2 separate regions of the Mus musculus genome follow, and region 2 is linked to region 1. The links are chromatin contacts, called in public Hi-C maps. All regions are on one chromosome and are shown on one strand. Each heading gives the region's core, a stretch centred on a gene start, on an enhancer-like site or on the middle of the called end of the contact. The rest is flanking DNA. Distances are from core to core; before and after follow the strand shown.

Region 1 (4,234 bases), core at 588-3,087:
CAGATCCTCATCGCTGTTGGTCACGGCTGTTTGCAGGCCATTGGCGATAGCAACTCGGTAACTGAATGTGGGTGACAGGGAGAAGTCTTTGTGACCCTCTTCGTCTTCTATGGAGAAGTTCCGGGTAGATGAGCACTTTGCAATCTTTTTTACAGTGCTTTTCAGGGCATTTGACAATTTAGGGGGTTTGGTGTGGCCAGCAGTTGGAAAATCTTGATCTTTTTTCTGCTGACGATTCTCTTTCTTTTTGGTTGTATTTCCCAATTTCTTTGTAAACATTCCTTTGCAAAGCTTATGTATATAAGCTAAAATCAAGCTCTTAAAGAGACTGGCCACCATGGAGAGCAATGAGTGGGAGTTTCTCTAATCCAAGGAAGTGAACAAGGCACTGGGATGGTAGTCTGTAAACCCAAGGCCAGCATCACTGTTCTCTGGTGCCATCAATCACCAGAAGGGGCAGGAAAGTGGATGGCGCTCCTGTGGAAGGTCAAGGGTCTGTGGACTCCACCAGCTTAGCTCCTCCACCTTTCTGGAAGGGAAGTTTTACAGCGCTTTCATGTCCATGTAACTTCATGATGTATCTGAAAAAGAAGGAATGCTATAATGAGTACCAGAATTCAAGTCCACATTCTTCCCATTTCTTACATTTCCCAAGGTATTTGTGATATGATGTGCGCAAAAGTGCCTAAAAGGGAATGCAGTTCTCAGAGTTTAAATCAAAATACATTTATTGTATGATACTCTTTTCTAAATTATGTATTTCAGTTGAAATGCTGACAGAAGGTTTTATTAGGATTACTTTGAAAAGTTAATGAAATGATCATTTGAATGTGGTCATGTTGCCATCTCTACTCTATCTTTTTCTAAACTCACATTTACTAACAGAAATATAAGGATATAAGTATATTCTACCTATCCTAGGCTTCCCAAATTTACCATATTTATAGGATCCATGTTTGTTAAGACTTTTTCCATGCAGTCAAGACTTATTACACTAGAAATAACTTTTTGCTCTTGCAGGAATTCAATAATTCAGCATCCTTAAACAAAGATTAAAATAATCAAAATTAGTAACTATTTCCAATGATGAATAATCACTAAGAGATCAATGTAGACATCCAATATGACAGTGGTCAATCATGAGTTAAATCATATTTTAAGATTATAGTCAATTGAGCAGTGGAGACAATAAAGGGAATAGTACAGCTACATTAAAACTAGAGACACTAAAAGCAAAACATAAATGTCCAAGGCTTGAAAGAGCATTGCCAGCTTAAACCACTGGTACAACCTCCTGGCAACGTGGCTGAAAATTCCTCCTTCAGGTTTACTAGGAACATCATCAGAACTGGAGTTTCAAGTGACCAAATAAAATTGTACCACAGAGGAAACAAGCATACAGATGATCAATAAGGGATGGGCCAGATCTCTTCCTGCGATATGTTTTTGAAGTGTGATTGACAGACAACCATGACACCTTAATGACAGACTCTTTCTCAGACAACAGGAAGGAAAAGTTCCCTTTCAAAGCCACTGACTGCATGGCACGCTGTCTTCTATATGACAGACTCTCAAAAGATTTGTGGAGTATTTTATCATTGAAATATATCCCAGAATAACAATAACACCAAATTCTTTGCTCCTTTTTGAAGAATGCATTTGGGTAGATAAACAGCCTAGCGTAATTCACTAAAGGATGCATCATAATCTTCATGTAGTTTTTGTGGAGTCTGCCTCCCTCCACTTGGAAAACCTCCAGCTTCACTTCAGTCAGGCACCGCGGGGACTTGGGAGTACAGGCTGTGGCAGAAAGCCAAGCTTCTCAAGGGAAGGGGTATGTGAATGAGAAAGGCAGGAGAGCAGATGCAGAGAGGAGAGACTCACAGTGCCCAAGCCTTAGAGGAATCCCACCTTGAGAGCTGCAGGTGCTCTTCTGTGGGATGATTTCTGACTCATTCACAATTACAAGCGAGGACTTATTTTCTACCAATAAATGGTGCTGAGAAGTTGACTCCTAAATTAAATGTGTTCAAAAACTTTATTATGTGTGTCTGTGATCTCTCCTTATAAAGAAAATACGTAGGAAAGTTAAGCTAGATTGGGACCCATGAATCATTTTTCAATGAGTTTTGGAAGAATGAAGTGTTCTCCCAATTTCTTCAATCTAAAATACTAAGTTTACCAAGCCCACACACGGATGTCTGTGCTTTGCTGACATAAAGGCAGTAATTCTGTGACTGTGTCTGATGTTCTCACACCTGCACTATTTGACTTTCATTGTGATTCAGAACTGTCGCTGTAGGTGAGAATACTTAGAAGAAGCACAGAGCAGCAGCGGTTGCCATCTGGGTTCCCGGACTCCGCGGGACCTAGGAAATTAGTCTGAACAGGTTAGAGGGTGCGCCAGAGAACCGGACAGCTTCTGGGACGGGCAGAAGCACAGAGCCGCTGAGGCAGCACCCTTGGCGGGCCGCAGACAGCCGGCCACCGTCCGGACCAGAGGACAGGTGTCCACCTGGCTTGGGAGGCAGCCTCAGCCTCAGCAGCAGCGGTCGCCATCTTGGTTCCAGGACTCAGCAGAACTTAGGAAATTAGTCTGAACAGGTTAGAGGGTGCGCCAGAGAACCGGACAGCTTCTGGGACGGGCAGAAGCACAGAGCCGCTGAGGCAGCACCCTTGGCGGGCCACAGACAGCCGGCCACCGTCCGGACCAGAGGACAGGTGTCCGCCTGGCTTGGGAGGCGGCCTCAGCCTCAGCAGCAGTGGTCGCCATCTTGGTTCCAGGACTCCCTGGAACTTAGGAATTTAGTCTGCACAGGTGAGAGTCTGCACCACAGAAGCTGACAGCTTCTGGGAACTGCCAAAGCAACACAGCTTCTGAGAGAGGCCCTGTTTTGGGCCTTCTTCTTCGACCAGGAGGAGGTCCAAAAACAAGATATCTGCGCACCTTCCCTGTAAGAGAGCTTGCCAGCAGAGAGTGCTCTGAGCACTGAAACTCAGAGGAGAGAATCTGTCTCCCAGGTCTGCTGAGAGACGGTAACAGAATCACCAGAAGAACAATCTCTAAACAGAGTCAACTACAACTACTAACTCCAGAGATTACCAGATGGCGAAAGGTAAACATAGGAATCCTACTAACAGGAACCAAGACCACTCACCATCATCAGAACCCAGCACTCCCACTTCGCCCAGTCCGGGGCACCCCAACACACCCGAGAACCTAGACCTAGATTTAAAAGCATATCTCATGATGATGGTAGAGGACATCAAGAAGGACTTTAATAAATCACTTAAAGAAATACAGGAGAACACTGCTAAAGAGTTACAAGTCCTTAAAGAAAAACAGGAAAACACAATCAAACAGGTAGAAGTCCTTACAGAAAAAGAGGAAAAAACATTCAAACAGGTGATGGAAATGAACAAAACCATACTAGACGTAAAAAGGGAAGTAGACACAATAAAGAAAACTCAAAGTGAGGCAACACTGGAGATAGAAACCCTAGGAAAGAAATCTGGAACCATAGATTTGAGCATCAGCAACAGAATACAAGAGATGGAAGAGAGAATCTCAGGTGCAGAAGATTCCATAGAGAACATCGGCACAACAATCAAAGAAAATGGAAAATGCAAAAAGATCCTAACTCAAAATATCCAGGAAATCCAGGACACAATGAGAAGACCAAACCTACGGATAATAGGAGTGGATGAGAATGAAGATTTTCAACTCAAAGGACCAGCAAACATCTTCAACAAAATTATTGAAGAAAACTTCCCAAATATAAAGAAAGAGATACCTATAAACATATAAGAAACCTACAGAACTCCAAATAGACTGGACCAGAAAAGAAATTCCTCCCGACACATAATAATCAGAACAACAAATGCACTAAATAAAGATAGAATACTAAAAGCAGTAAGGGAAAAAGGTCAAGTAACATACAAAGGCAAGACTATCAGAATTACACCAGATTTTTCACCAGAGACTATGAAAGCCAGAAGAGCCTGGACAGATGTTATACAGACACTAAGAGAACACAAATTCCAGCCCAGGCTACTATACCCAGCCAAACTCTCAATTACCATAGATGGAGAAACCAAAGTATTCCATGACAAAACCAAATTCACACATTATCTCTCCACGAATCCAGCCCTTCAAAGGTTAATAACAGAAAAAAACCAATACAAGAACGGGAACAATGCCCTAGAAAAAACAAGAAGGTAATCCCTCAACAAA
Region 2 (4,234 bases), core at 709-3,208, 34 kb after region 1:
TATTATCACATTTCTGCTAGGATGCCTCATCTACAGATGGGTGACCTGCACCACAGCACATGTCAAAATCCAAGCAACACACTGCGCTTCCTGCTCCCGTAGAGAAACCCTTTCTCTATCTTCTGTTCTTGTGATCTCAACAGCTGCTTGTAGATATCCACCCTATTCTAGTACATTCCACTATCCCAACAAGGACTTTGTAACAACTCATTACCTCATTTTGGTGTAAAGCCCAGCTCAGTACTCCAGACTGCTGCCACTTGGCAAAAAGAAAAAAAGAAAGAAAGAAAGAAAGAAAGAAAGAAAGAAAGAAAGAAAGAAAGAAAGAAAGAAAGAAAGAAAAGCTAAGTTTTACAAAAACAGAGTGATGATCTTCTGCATGGCCAAAGGTGCATAACTGATTTAAATCCTATTAGTTCTAATCTATAGCAGCTAATATATCATTTTAAAAAGTAGAACAGGAATTAAAAGTCAATGTCCTAAAGCTTTAGAAAAAAAAAAAAACCCTGTCACATAGACATGCAGAAGATCTAGAAACTATTTTATATACACAAGAAAGTATCGACGAGTCAAAAATGGCAAAATTCTTTCCTTAGGGACATTTCATTTATGAACTCCAAAGCACGGAAGCTTTTTAAAAACTCACAGTTCTGCACATTCTCCACCCACCTCTTTCATGTTGTTCTCTAAAGCCCTCACGGGAAAGATGAAATTCGGCTTTGTCACTTCACCCAGGTATGACTCTTGCTGGGTCTTTCTCTTTATTATACAAGTATGCTGATGACGTAATTGCAGAAGTTCGTTCTACTCATGTAGCTGGGTCTTGGTTGGGATTTTTTTTTTTTAAAGACTGCCTCCTTCTGTGTCATGGAACAGTTGTAAAACAGAGCCAAGCAACCTCACTTCTTAATAGTAAATCTTTATGATCATCACCCAAGGGACTGGTCCAGCTCTGGATAGGCAGAACCATCCCAAAGCTCAGCTGACCCCAGACCTGAGGCTCAGCTGCACACCTTTAGGTGACACCAACACCAGGCTTGGCTTTTAACCCTTTCCTAGAAGCGCCCAACTTTTAAATCTCTTTGACTTTCATTTTCACCCATTCCCAAACCTTAAGGGACTGAAGAGAACCCCCGACTCTTAGCCCAACCTTGTTTGCTCCTATGCAGTAATTCCCCTGAAAGTTGACTGCAAACTAAGCAAACAGTTATCATGCTGCATTCAAAACCATGATTTCCAATAAATCATAATTGATTATGAGCCTAGAAAAGCAAGCTTTTACAGGGGTATCCCCTATATGGATAGAACCGCACTGTGATTCAAAAGTGCGGAGAGAAAGAACCATTGGGGTGGGAAACAGACAGAGGCTAAGATTCATGCAGATGAAGCAGCTCAGCGAGGTAAAGAAAACATACCTGAGGGATTCTCCTTCTAAAAACGCACACAGGCCAGCTGGGTTGTTGTTCCCCTCCTTTGAGGGTAGATGTATTTTCCGTCCAGGAATCCCCCTTGCAATTGTGTTCCTAGGCTCTTTTCCTTTATTCCAGCCACAGATAGTTGCAGGAGGCGCAGGCAGCGTTCCTGCGCCCGCCCAGACTCAAGTGCAGCCGGGCATGCCTTTGCTCAGGAACCCGGCTTGCGCGCTGCTCTTATCAATTCTATCGCGCTCCCTGGGTAGCCTCCAAAGCAATTTTACAACTTAGCTGCTGGCAGGAATCTGCCTTTCACTCCTCTCCTTGCCAGATTCCTTGGGCGGCTCATTTCTCAGCCCTTTCTCTAAGAAGGCAAAATGGGATCCCTCTCCTTGTTGTTGTCCTGGCTCACCCACAATTGACAGTGCAGAGCAGCAGCCGAGGAGTGTGTGCTGGGAACTTCACACAGCGGCTGCAGCCCGGGATCCTCCGATTGCAGCAGAGACCTGAGCTCCTAGCCTCCTCCCTTGGAGTCCAGGCTCCCTCTGCTGCGCCAGCTGCATAGAGCCACTCTAAGAGAAGGCTCCTCAGCCCGGATCCCTAAGAGATGCTCTGCTGCCAGGTGTGGTCATCACGACTTAAGCACACCTCACTAGCAGGGTCACGGCTTCCTGCTGGGGAAATGAATGGATGTGGATGCCAGGTGTTGCCTTCATCCCTGGGTAGGGGAGGTGGGGATATAGGGGTGGGGGCGGGGGCCGTGGGGATCATAGGTGACCACCATAGGGCCAATTTTGCTACTTGCATTAGTAAAACAGATAATTATTAAATTAATCATGGTATTTAATAATAATTATTATTTCACATGCTATTGACTGTGTTTGGAATCACACAAAGTCCACTGTCTAGTCTGGCAAGATACCCTTAACAGAACCCTTTTTTTTTAAAGAGGGAGGCAATACCTTGGCCTTCTCTCCCAGCAGGGTTGTTTTTTGTTGTTATTGTTGGGTTGTTGTTGTTGGGTTTTTTTTGTAAGCAGTTGTAAATATGAAGGTTGATCCCTCAATAATTAGGATTAGACACACATACACTTATCAAAGTAGGCAATAGAGAAACATGAATGCTCAAAGGATTTTCTTTCTCCTGCAATAATGTCTTCCAGATCTGGCTGAGAATTGAATGGGGCTTGCTTTTCCTTTTAGCTTAGCTGAGTAGAGGAGGTGGGGGGAGTAACCACTCCTACTTTCCATCAATTAAGCATTTTTTAATCCTCTAACCCTCCTGTTGAAACAAATATAAAACGTACTGCATCTTAAAATAGAGCCTTAAAGAAGCTCAAGTCTGGGAATAATTTGTAGGCTTTAAGCTGCATCTGGTGTTCTGGCTTACTTATTTTATTTCCTTTGCTTTGTAGAAAATGAGAGGATGGGGGCTGGAGATATGGTTCAGCCCCTCCCCATATATATATAAAGCATTGACCATATAAGCACGGGGATACAAGTTTACACCCCTGGCATCTTTATACCAAGAATGGATGGTGCACGCGCGCGCACACACACACACACACACACACACACACACACACACACGAGCGATAATTGAATGGTATTTTCCCAATCAGGAAATCCTATCAACTAGTGGCTAAGATAGAATCAGATGCACAAAGTGTGCATCTGACTTATAAGCCATTATTTCAGCCCATGTAAGGATAGGAATAGGAATGTCAATTTTAGAGATGACACTCCCATCAACATGTGAGATGCAGCAGCAGCAGTGAACACACCCAGTGAAGCCCATTTAAACAGTTTTGGATACAACTTGTATAAAAAGGCCCATTCCAGGGCTGAGGACATGGCAGTCAGTAAAACGGTTGGTTGCTGTGCAAGTTTAAGGCCCTGAACACAGATGCCTAGAGTCCATGCAGAAGGCCTGCACAGGTGGTTTAGTCTTCTAATCCCATCAATGACAAGCTAGAAGGTGGAGAGACAGAAGAATACCTGGAGCTCACTGGCCAGTGGGCCTAATCTACTTGGTGGAGTTCCAGACCACTGAGAAACCCTACCTCAAACAAAATGCAGAAATCATCTGAGGAATGACCCCCAAGGTTGTCCTCTGACATACGAACAGATACAGACACCCACTCACAGCCACACATACACAAACACACGTAAACATACACACAGATACACATCATACGTATTCTTCCTACCAACTATAACAACCAGTCAATAACATTATGTGATTTGAAAACAAATATTCCCCAATTTGACACAGTATTTATGCCAGATCTTGGCAGGTGGCCCTCTCTATTCCTAGCTCCTCAGCCTCACGGTTAGCTTCATAGCGGCACAGCTTCCCCAACCTGCTGCTTAAGAGCCTGTTAATGGACACAAGCAGCTGCTCAAGGTCTAATGAACCGCATAAGGGGCAAACACTGGGGCATTGTATTCTCCGCCATCGGAACTCACCAGAGAGGCCACAGGACAAAGCTCTGCTGCCCTCGGCTGTAAGCGCTTGAGAGCAACAAGGGAAAACTGGTGAGCTCTAACAGTGCATGACAGGGCAAAACCTGACTTTTTAATGTCTACTCATCCAAGCTTGACGAGGCATTGTTTCGAAGGATGTCCTTCAGCACGAAGGAGGAAACTGTCCTTATGACTTTTCCTTTGTGTACAAGAACCAAACCAAAGTGCTGCAGTTACACCGAGCCAAGAGCACTCAGCACCCAGAATAATGCAAAGGATGCCTGTCCTCAGCCAGTTGTGACATGATGCTGCTCAGTGTTTAAACCTGCAGAAGGAAGTAGAAGATGATGCTGACTG

The links. Hi-C and Micro-C count contacts between places; a contact is called where the count stands out from the background.
Region 2: a Hi-C map of cerebellar granule neurons shows a contact between it and region 1, with 2.7 times the contacts expected there. The contact joins the promoter of Unc13c here to the enhancer-like site in region 1. A contact is called at or near these places in 2 of 39 promoter capture datasets (liver and macrophages), 1 of 15 datasets of contacts at CTCF or cohesin (the NIH/3T3 cell line), 5 of 484 Hi-C or Micro-C datasets (the HL-1 cell line, brain, cerebellar granule neurons and 1 more), 2 of 115 datasets of contacts at active chromatin or transcription factors (embryonic fibroblasts and pancreatic cancer cells) and 3 of 9 other capture datasets (adipose tissue, liver and pancreatic islet).

What each region holds. Positions count from the first base shown.
Region 1 is chr9:73,933,229-73,937,462 of GRCm38.p6, forward strand. Unc13c (unc-13 homolog C) reads right to left here. Exons shown (of 33, transcript NM_001081153.2): 2 at 1-581. The coding sequence starts at 339. Among named protein-coding and RNA genes, the nearest start is that of Unc13c, 34 kb to the right of the region's middle. Within about 2 kb of position 1,838, at least 10 of the 459 cell types and tissues checked have an H3K27ac peak or open chromatin away from gene starts, as enhancers often do. A contact at or near this core is called in cerebellar granule neurons and cerebellum, where this site is marked.
Region 2 is chr9:73,967,079-73,971,312 of GRCm38.p6, forward strand. It overlaps Unc13c (unc-13 homolog C), which reads right to left and starts at 1,959. Exons shown (of 33, transcript NM_001081153.2): 1 at 1,416-1,959.